3 separate regions of the Mus musculus genome follow, and all the other regions are linked to region 3. Evidence: chromatin contacts called from public Hi-C and HiChIP or PLAC-seq data. All regions are on one chromosome and are shown on one strand. Each heading gives the region's core, a stretch centred on a gene start, on an enhancer-like site or on the middle of the called end of the contact. The rest is flanking DNA. Distances are from core to core; before and after follow the strand shown. Region 1 overlaps Gm36395 (a long non-coding RNA gene). Region 2 overlaps 4930469K13Rik (RIKEN cDNA 4930469K13 gene). Region 3 holds the start of Dock2 (dedicator of cyto-kinesis 2).

Region 1 (3,320 bases), core at 110-2,609, 840 kb after region 3:
TTAGCATTTTCCATTGGTCCAGTCAGAACATAAGGAGAGGAACACCCATCTCTTCAAGTAGAGTAAGGAGAATCTGTAGTCCCTTTCTGAGTGTTCTGGCCAGACCAAGAACACCCTGACTCCTAAAGAAAGAGAACAGGTTTTCAACCATGAAGATAGACTGAGAACAAGGGTAAGCCAGTGATCCGCATGAGGGAACTGATCAGGATGGCCAGGAAAGCCTGTCATAATGTTCCAGACTGCCCTGATTGCCTGGAGATCCAAAGATCCTTAAGATAGCCACCTTAGCTTAGAAAGGACCCACTCACATTTACAGACTGCAGAGTTTTCCTAGGAAGAAACAAATACCAGAGTCACCCCATTCCGGAGCCCTTCTGAACATGTCCGCACACACCTGAACTTGCTTTCCCTCCCATCACAAGAGCAAGTGACAGACTGACTTAAAGAGACAAAGACCATGCAGATCCAGTCAACAGCAAACAGACAAATCACAGGTGGTCACCAAACATTCATTCATTCAACAAACCACACAGAGCCTGGACACACAGGCTGATCAGGCAAGTTCTGCAGACCAAACTTACCTCTGGAGGTGTTCAGAACAAATGACATCCAATTTGCTCTTGTGAGAGGCTGCATCCAGGTGCCACTGGAACATTCGGCAGCCTTTTGTCAGAAAGGATTTTCATGGGGCCCTAGAAAGTCTCAGGATGGGTGTCCTCTAAGAGTCCTCATTGCCTGTGCACTTTTCCCAACTCGTGGGGGTCAAGAGGCCTCTACATGTCTGGATTCAGTCTGGGATCCCAGTGGGACTTCTAAACTGTTACAGGAAGCTCACTAGAGATGACCACTCAGACACAATGTGTAGCCAATTAAGCCTTTATTCCAGAAGACTGGGACCACGCCCACGTGTTCAGGGGCTGAGGTATGGTCTGAGAGCATCCAAACCAAGGGGTTTTTTAAGGCAAAACCCTCATTCTGGCATCTTGTTCAGCAGCTGCAGAGGGAGGATAGAAGCGGGAGTGGGGTGGGGTGGGGTGGGGTGGGGTGGAGTGGGGACTTCACAGAGGAAGAAGTTCAAAGCAAGCAGTGTTAGCAGATGCTAAGATAAGTGGTTAGCTGGAGGAGGTTCTGCACAAACAGGCAGTTTTTTAACAAAAGTTAAGATAAGCTGGCTAGGAACTCAGTTCCTAGAACAGAGTTGGGTAATTTTCTATGGGATTCTTCATCAAGGAAGTCAGATTTTAGTTAAACTGGGAATGGCCTCAGCAAGAACACAAGATGGAGGAACCTCTGCACTGTCTTGCCTGGTCAGTTTCTTCCTCACTTAACACATGGCATGTACCAAGCTACAGTAGCTATTGGCCAGTAGATGGTGTGATCTATCAGCTCATCAAATAACCTCGTGTGAGCGAGCATGACTACATACCAAGTCTGACATGTGTATTTCCTGGGGAAGTCGTCAGTAGATACATGGCTTATCTCATAATCAATGGCTTCTCATGACTAAGGAAAGGTAGCCTGGAGATTTTCAAGGAGAGGACTCAAGACCCTGGCAAATGGTGTAGTAAGGAAGCAAAACTGACCACTTAGCTGAGGGTTACTCCAGGATGTGACCAATGAATTTTTAACAAAGAAGTCAACACCCTAGGGAGGCGGGCTTCTTTGAAATCCATTTTAAAAAGCTCTGCCTGATACTATTGGTAACTTACAGAACATGAATCAGAATCCACCTGGGCATCCCTGAATTTACAATGGCCTATACCTCACATCTCCACCTAGACCACAACGCTTCCTGAGGGCAGAGCGAAGCTCACAGAGTCACTCTACCTGCATCCTGCTGCTGCAGAGAGGCTCCTGCCATGCCACTGCAGACTTAAGGGTGAAGATTACACTGTTGCTCAAAACCCAGCGTCATCTTCAGCAGGGAGGTGACAGTGACTTTCTTCACAGTGATGTCTAGTTAAGGAGCTGGCCCTCCCAGCAAGCGTATGCTTGACTCACAAAGCAGCTCAGCTGTGTGGCTTCAGGCAAGCTGCCTCATTTGCTGAGCTGCTGCGCCACAGATCTTATCCTCCTCCGTGGTACAGGAAGAGAAAGCGCTTCTGACTGCACATAAACCCAGGGACCGACTACGGACAGAGCAGATACTCTAAAGAACAAAAGGGCACCAGCAGCTGCTGATGTTACCTGGTTAAATGAAGTCAACTTGAAATCCCAGCAGAGGCCATCAACCAGAGGAAGAGTGGAGAGGGGGAAGGGCAGAGCTTATGAAGGAAGGCTGGAGAAAGGGCTGTGAGTGGCTTATGGAAGTTCCCTACCCCTGAGGCCTGGCTTAGAGCAGGGCTGTGTGGTGTAGGAGCTGTTTATTAACCCTTAGGGAATCTCTACAATTTAGCCTGTAATCTGCTTCCCTCCCCCTTCCCCCTCCAAACACCTACTGAGTATATGCTCTTTGTCAAATAATTCCCCAGGAGTCAAGTAGCCTGGATTTTTGAGAGTATAAACAGACTTATTCAGCAACCCACACAGAACAGGTAGAAAACACCTGTCAGAACCACATTAATGTTCTGAAGTCACTCTCTCCCCCCCACCCCCCAACACACACATACACCCTTCATAGCAGCCAGACAAAAAGCAAGTGGTTGCCCACCCAGTGAAGGCCTTCTTTCCCTCTCGGCCTGCAGAGAGCATTATAGGGAAAATTTTTCAGATAGTTGTTTTGTTTTTTGTTTTTTGTTTTTGTTTTGTTTTGTTTTGTTTTTGGTTTTCAAGACAGGGTTTCTCTGTGTAGCCCTGGCTGTCCTGGAACTCACTTTGTAGACCAGGCTGGCCTCAAACTCAGAAATCCACCTGCCTCTGCCTCCCGAATGTTGGGATGAAAGGCGTTAGCCACCACTGCCCGGCATTGCAGATAGTTTTGTTTCATTCTATTTGGTTGGCTTTTTTGGAAACAAAAAATATTTTAAATGCCTTCTGGTTTTGCACAATGCCTTCCTGTCCCTGCAACCCTTGTCAAAGGGTCTCCACTGAAAATCGAAGAAAAAGGGCAAGATAAAAGAAGTGGAAAGATTCTGTGGGTTCTGGGTCTCTGTGTGGGTGATAAAAAGAAGGCGAGGTACAGTCCAGACGGGCAGCAGTCTACATGCCCTGTAATGGCTCATTACTGGAACACCTAAGCTCCGGAGGCCACCAGCAACACATGCGCCTTGAGCATTTGCAGTTAGGAGTGTTTTCACTCAGGGGCCTACGGCATCTCCTCTGGTCACAGGCTGCAGGCCCTGTGGGTGGAAAGAGAGATTACTGGAGTGGGTGGACCTTCC
Region 2 (3,319 bases), core at 697-3,196, 750 kb after region 3:
TGAGCCAACGAATGAATAGCGTAGGGGAGGCAAGAGAGCAGGTGCTCAGAGAGAGCTCAGAGAGAGAGAAACCACTGGCCTAGAGCCACAAGAATGAGCAGCGGAGCCCTGCTGGAAGCCAGGCCTCCCAGCCTTCACCTGTACTCTGCCCTGCTCCTCAGTATTCACAGACATTTCTTCTTTATCCCAAGCTCTCTGTGAGCCCTCTGCTCAACTCTCCCCCTTTCCCTATGCTTACTATTCTTTCCTGCCCTCCTCCTTCTACCCAGAATGTGCTGTCCTGTTTGGCTGAACTTTCTCTTTTTCTGCAAACCTGACCAATTGGGGGGTCTGAAGAGTCACTGCATCAGGTCCAGGAAAAGATGCTAGGATGCCTAACCTGGTTTTTCTCCTCCAGCAGTCTGTGTGGTGAGATGCAAAGACTGACTCCAGACAGGAAGGTGATGCGGGATATAGAATGTGGAAAGTCAACTAGGTCATCATCCTTGCTCAGCTATGGGTGCTGCTGAGCTCTGGTGGTGGGCGTGCAGTTTGTTCTGGTACCTATGCAGGGACTGATAGCAGAAACATCAAATCTGTCTTCATGAGCAGAGAGACCCCATAACAGGGCACTATAGTCCATTTTCCATTAATGGGTGGTTTATAAAGAATTCATGGTGGCACTGGTATCTGATAGTGACCTCTTGCTGCATGAAAACATGCAAAGGACCTCTCTTTGTAAAGCCAAATGGAGAGGTAGAGGGGCTTTTACAACTGAGGAATTCCTGCAGCAACTCGTGAATTCATTAGGCCACAGGCCATTCAAGACCCTATCTCTCCCAAAGGCTCTCACTTCTCCAATAACACTAGCATGTGGTTTGAGGATTATGTTCTTCATACATGAAACTTGGGATCCCATCTAAGCATAGCTCCGGGCTTTGCTTCCCATCTGTGTGGTGATAGAGGGGTCCTTAAACTTGACCGTCCTACTCTTCCCCCCTTCCTGAGAAACGGGGCATGCCTCCCCTGCTTGCTGTCCAACCTGGTCTCTCACTCCATCCCACAGCAAAAGCCTCCCTTTCCTGAATAACAGAACAATTAAGAACCCTTTAGAATGTCGGATGCACTCTGGGCATTTTGCAACCCCACAGTGCTGCATATCCCCATCACAGTCAGAACGCTGACTCTGTGGTAGCCGCTGAGGGTTAGACATGAAGTTGGGCTCAGCCCTAGCGTCTGAATCTAACTCTGAGCTTTTCTTTACCCTGTGTACACTCCTTGTTTGCTTGTCTGTTCGTTTGGCAAGTTTTCAGTTGAATCACACTGTATTATAAGGCATTTTCCTAAGCACTTAGGTTATGGCAATGAACAGGCCGACAAGGTTCCACCCTCAGAGAAATTAGCTTCCCACTCAAGCAAAGAGAGAGATGAGCACAAGGTAGCTGTAACCATCAAGCTATGCCGAAGAAAACTGGCCACTGTGCCAATGCAAGCACAATGGGGGCTTCTTGGAGGATTGGATGATCGGGACGTGTTTCCTCCTGCTGACGGGTACCATATATAGCTGGGTGAAAACTCTCCCTGGAAGGTTGGGTCTGGGGAGTAAGATAGGGCATCGGGAAAGGGAGGGGGGCGTGGCTTTGCCTGGAGACTCCCGCAAGCATTATAAGTCTCCGGAGCTAGCCACTTTTCCACTTTTGCCCCCTTTCCCACTGTAACTGGCTGAGCGCCCTAACAAGTTTGTCTTCTGCCCCCACACAAGACCAAGGAGGCTTTTTGTAATCAGGGCAGAGACACCAGTCATGGCTACCTGCTGCTGCTGCATGCCTGTAAACTCTGCCAAGAAGTTACTTGTCTTTCTCTGCTGTTTCAGTGCTGTGGGGTGCCTTCCACCACCTCTGCCCATAGCCTTTGACCTACATCCTCCCTGTCTACTCACCCCTCCTCCCCGCCTGATTGAAAAGTTGGTTAGCTCTGCTCGTTGGTTCCGAGGCTGATCTGATAGCGCTCATAGGCTGCAGCCCTCCTGCCAAGGACTCTGGGAAAGTTCACTTCCTCTTTCAACTTCTCAGCATATAGGGATCTTTCCAGATATGATGGCTCTTCAACTTCCTCTTTCTTTCTTCTAAACAGCTTGACCCCGTGGGGGATTTATGGGTTCAGTAAGGGTTAGAGGGTCAGAAGTACACCAGATGAGTTAAGAACACCCTTCAAGTACTCAGAGACTGAGAGACTAAGCTCCCTCTGCATAACACAGCAAGTGGCACAGGGATTTCTGCACTTCCGGGAAACCTCTGAGATACCTGTTTAGAATGTAGTGTGTCCTTGTCCCTTTTCTACAGCATTGAAATGGGTCGGAAGGTATGGGAGGAAGATAGAGGGGGTCAATAGAGGAAGCTGGCCTTGCATATATTCACCAGTCATATCCCTTCTAGCTGTCTGTGACTTATTTCATTTGCACAACATTATGTTTTTTTGTGTGTTTTTCGTTTTGTTTTGTTTTTTGTTTTGTTTTGTTTTTGTATGCAGAAGTAAAACATAACCATTATGGAAACATTAAAGTACAGAGGTGGAAAAAAATCAGAACAATAATAAAAACGCTGCCATTTCACTTCATAAAAGAAAAATTTCTCACTATTTTAAAAGATGTGTGTGTGTGTGTGTGTGTGTGTGTGTGTGTGTGTGGCATGCACTGCTATCTATAAAGATGCCTGTGTAGGTCATAAGAGGGTACCTGATTCCTTGGAATTTGAGTGACAGGTGGCTGTGAGCCCCTGGCATGGCTGATGAGAACCAAGCTTGGGTTCTTTGGAAGAGCAGCAAGGACTTTGAACTGCTGATCCATCTCTCCAGCCTCAGCCTTTCTCACTTCTCAAATGAGATAGCACTTTTCACGCAGTTCTCTAACAGTGAACAACTTTAGACAGCGGTAGCAGCATTCATTTGGGCAAAGGACAACTCGTGAGCCTGCAGAACTCAAAAGCAGCTGAGAGTCAGAGGCTGAGCAGATCACAGTATGAGGGACTGAGAGTCAGAGGCTGAGCAGATCACAGTATGAGAGGGACTGAGAGTCAGAGGCTGAGCAGATCACAGTATGAGAGGGACTGAGAGTCAGAGGCTGAGCAGATCACAGTATGAGGGACTGGGAGTCAGAGGCTGAGCAGATCACAGTATGAGAGGGACTGAGAGTCAGAGGCTGAGCAGATCACAGTATGAGGGACTGAGAGTCAGAGGCTGAGCAGATCACAGTATGAGAGGGACTGAGAGTCAGAGGCTGAGCAGATCACAGTATGAGAGGGACTGAGAGTCAGAGGCTGAGCAGATCACAGTATGAGGGACT
Region 3 (3,075 bases), core at 428-2,927:
CCATAGAACATGACTTATACCTCTTTATCTTTTTATAAACACATCACATGCTGTTCTCAGGTAACTCTCTGCCTCATGCTTGTGGATCAGATATAAGTGTTCTACTACTGCTCCAGCCCTATGTCTTCCTGCCTGCTCTCATGGTCCCTGCCAAGATGATCATGGATGGTACCACGCTCTTGAACTGTAAGCCCTAAATTAAATGCTTTCTTTGTAAGTTGCCTTGGTCATGGTCAGTGTTTTGTCACAACAACAAAAAATGTTACTAAGTAATGAATATTAAATGCATACACACATTCTCCTGGCTTTGATCTTTCCACAAAGCTGTGATATAGCTGCTTACTGTGGCTGCTGCTGCTGTGCTGTGCTGTCTTCCAAATCTTCTAGCTCTTACAAGGGCCACTAGAACACTTGTGACTATTCCCAAGAGATTCCCCAAGATTTGGCCTGTTGCCAAGGGAGAGTGGGGGAGTCATTAGAACCCCTTCTGGGATTTCAGCCAGTCCTTTCTGAGTGTCTCTGGCAGCTGCATGTAACTTTGTCTCAGGCATACATAGTCACATGGTCTGAGAGGTGACAGAGTGTGTGATGGATTAATGAAAGAGGAGACTATACCTATGCAGCTATGGGGAAGTTCTCATCCAATGTGGGGTGAGACATTTTAGTGATGTAGCTGTTTTGGGGTTCACCTATGCTCCTTTAAGTAACCCCTCAGTTGTGTTCCTAGAAGCAAATTCAACGAACTCTTTGATTTCCCAACCTAGACTTGAGAGGAGTCATTGCTAAGGTCTGTCATTAGAGCCCTATCTGTGGTGGGTAGAGGGTTTCATGTGTTCCTAGGGAAAAGTAATCTAACAGATGCACCCAACTTGTGCTGTCAGAAACTGAAAAGCCAATAAATTAAAATGAAAGAAAATTGGTATTTTGTGAAAACTGTCAGTAGTGATTTTGCCTGGTCTTTCCTAATGTGTCTGGGGTAGGGCAGAAAGAGGTTATGGGAAATGGTAATAAAGAAAGAAAATTCAAGGAGACTTAGATCATTGTGATGGTAGCCCTGAGAGATATTTTCCTCTTCAATTGAATCTATTCCAAGAGCAAACTTCAGGTTTGTGGGGAAATGTCTGTCTAATTCACCCTGGCTGTCTCTTGCCCTGCCCACGCTTGCTGGTGGTGAAGGTGCCCAGACCTGCTGGTGTGCCTGAGTAGTGTTAGAGGGAGGCTTCTGGGCTGGCATCGGATTCCCAGTTGGGTTCATGGCACAGAAAGGATGCTAACTAAAGTGACCCCATCTCTAGCGTGTCACTCACTGAGTACAGGTTCTTCTCTAATCCTCAGGAAAAGCAGGTGAAGGGGCAATCTTACCCCATCTTCCTGATGAAGAACCCGAAACACCGAGAAATGAAGATCAGCCCCCAAAGCTCATGCTTAGTCACTAACAGGGTTCAGAAGTCAGGGAAACTCTACCCTCGCGGTCTGGGTTGGCTTTAAGTACCTGTATGCCTTGTAGCCACTTTCCTCCGGAAGAGACAAATGAGGGTGGTCTCCAAATTTTGAAGGCAATCTTCTAGCCCTTGGCTGTGTGTGCCCCTGCTGGAGAAGAAGGGGGAGGAGGGAGTGGGGACCCAGAGGAGGGGAAGGCGGACCTTGAGAGAGAGAGAGTTTAAAAAGAGGAAGGAAGTGGGGCCCTGCAAGGCGCCTAACCACCCCAGCCAGCTTCTTCACTAGAGAACAGGAGGCTCTCAAGGCTCCGGTCTTGCCATGGCCCCCTGGCGCAAAACTGACAAGGAGCGTCACGGAGTGGGTAGGTGTGGGCAAGTGTGGGCACTGGGTCTGCGCTGCGGCAGAGGGCAGGTGGCTGGAGGCAGATGTGATGGGACCTGCAGGATGGGTGAGGGCAGGGCGGGCCATGCTAACTTATGGTCTGGAACGCAGTGCTTTCTCTCTGCTGCAGTCGCCGGGTTGAAGGAGAAAATGAAGGCAGAGAAAGTATATTCTTGCCTTCAGCCTCTCCCAAGTGCTTGCTCACACATCCTTAAGATGAGGTGGCCCCGCAGCTCTGTGTACCAGACTTTGCTTTGCACAGAGCACTCTCCATTAGCCAGTCTTCAAGCCACCATGGCTCTGTCCATCTCGTTTGCTGGTTTGCTCTCGGTCAGGTGACTCTGATCTAACTGCTCTAATATCCCAGGTATCCAGTTTGGGGCCGGGACAAAGCCAATGGGGTCTTTCATTAGAGCTTTTGAGAGAGTGAGTCCTGTCAAATTATCGGAGAAAACAGCCTCATCAGCTTCAGCCATCTAAGCTCCCAGAAGCCTCTGCTTCAAACTGGGGGCGGAAGTGGTGGCTGGGGGAAGGGAGGTGTCAGGTAATGTGACTCTAAGTGGCACCAGTGATGCAATCCTGCCAACTCTAAGTGAGAATTTAAAGGTTGACTGGGGGATTTCCATACTGCCAGATCGCAGATCTCCCCAAGAGAGGATGCTTCAACAGGCCGGGCCTGAGGCAGCTCAGAGGTGGGAGTGATAGATGCAGGGTGTGTGTGTGTATTCATGAGCCACAGTTTGAGAGTGGCTACTTTGGGGGTTCTCAGATCTATCCATCCTCTACAGGCAAGCATTTGGCACTGTGAGGCACTTTGAGATGAAAAGTCCCCAGCAGAGAACTGACAAGTCATATCTGCAAGGGGTCTCAGGTTCTCCATCCATAAAATGGGAAGTTTGAATTTGACTCAATAAAGGCTCCTTTAAAAGTTCAAAACTTCTCCAACTCCGGCCTTTCCACCTGGGGTATCCCCACTAGCAATTTATACAGGAACAGAAGGACTGTGAAAAGGGCAGGGGATGTGGGCGGGGCAACCTTGTGTCTTAGGGCAAATTAGCTGGCCTGGAGAAGCACGCTCAGAAAGGAAGGGCTCTTAAATCTGCTGTGAGGGGAGGCAAGGGTGTGGTGTGGGTTAAGTGGAAGCCTAGACCACACCCTTCCTCCCCCCACTCTATGACAGGTACTAACACTTTCCTATTTCATAGCATTGCATTGTGAAGGCCACTGGAGATGGTGGGCACAGGGCTTGGAGGG

What was found. Hi-C and Micro-C count contacts between places; a contact is called where the count stands out from the background. HiChIP or PLAC-seq counts read pairs in DNA pulled down with a chosen protein or histone mark.
Region 1: an H3K27ac HiChIP or PLAC-seq map of thymic regulatory T cells shows a contact between it and region 3, with 8 times the contacts expected there. The contact joins the enhancer-like site here to the promoter of Dock2 in region 3. A contact is called at or near these places in 4 of 39 promoter capture datasets (the 3T3-L1 cell line, embryonic stem cells, hippocampal neurons and 1 more), 1 of 15 datasets of contacts at CTCF or cohesin (CD8 T cells), 5 of 484 Hi-C or Micro-C datasets (the Ba/F3 cell line, CD4 T cells, CD8 T cells and 2 more), 6 of 115 datasets of contacts at active chromatin or transcription factors (double positive thymocytes, embryonic stem cells, large pre-B cells and 2 more) and 1 of 9 other capture datasets (embryonic stem cells).
Region 2: a contact with region 3 is called in a Hi-C map of Th1 cells, with 5 times the contacts expected there. The contact joins the enhancer-like site here to the promoter of Dock2 in region 3. A contact is called at or near these places in 3 of 39 promoter capture datasets (embryonic stem cells, hippocampal neurons and pre-B cells), 2 of 484 Hi-C or Micro-C datasets (Th1 cells and natural killer cells), 10 of 115 datasets of contacts at active chromatin or transcription factors (CD8 T cells, Th17 cells, bone marrow-derived dendritic cells and 6 more) and 1 of 9 other capture datasets (adipose tissue).

What each region holds. Positions count from the first base shown.
Region 1 is chr11:33,937,765-33,941,084 of GRCm38.p6, reverse strand. It overlaps Gm36395 (a long non-coding RNA gene), which reads right to left. Exons shown (of 2, transcript XR_381158.3): 2 at 3,130-3,278. It also overlaps a transcript of Kcnip1 not described here. Among named protein-coding and RNA genes, the nearest start is that of Gm36395, 7.3 kb to the right of the region's middle. Within about 2 kb of position 1,359, at least 83 of the 459 cell types and tissues checked have an H3K27ac peak or open chromatin away from gene starts, as enhancers often do. A contact at or near this core is called in the Ba/F3 cell line, CD8 T cells, LSK cells and 4 more, where this site is marked.
Region 2 is chr11:34,030,243-34,033,561 of GRCm38.p6, reverse strand. All of the region lies in intron 4 of 4930469K13Rik (RIKEN cDNA 4930469K13 gene), which reads left to right. Among named protein-coding and RNA genes, the nearest start is that of Lcp2, 15 kb to the left of the region's middle. Within about 2 kb of position 1,946, at least 117 of the 459 cell types and tissues checked have an H3K27ac peak or open chromatin away from gene starts, as enhancers often do. A contact at or near this core is called in CD8 T cells, Th1 cells, Th17 cells and 6 more, where this site is marked.
Region 3 is chr11:34,782,507-34,785,581 of GRCm38.p6, reverse strand. It overlaps Dock2 (dedicator of cyto-kinesis 2), which reads left to right and starts at 1,677. Exons shown (of 52, transcript NM_033374.3): 1 at 1,677-1,801. The coding sequence starts at 1,759.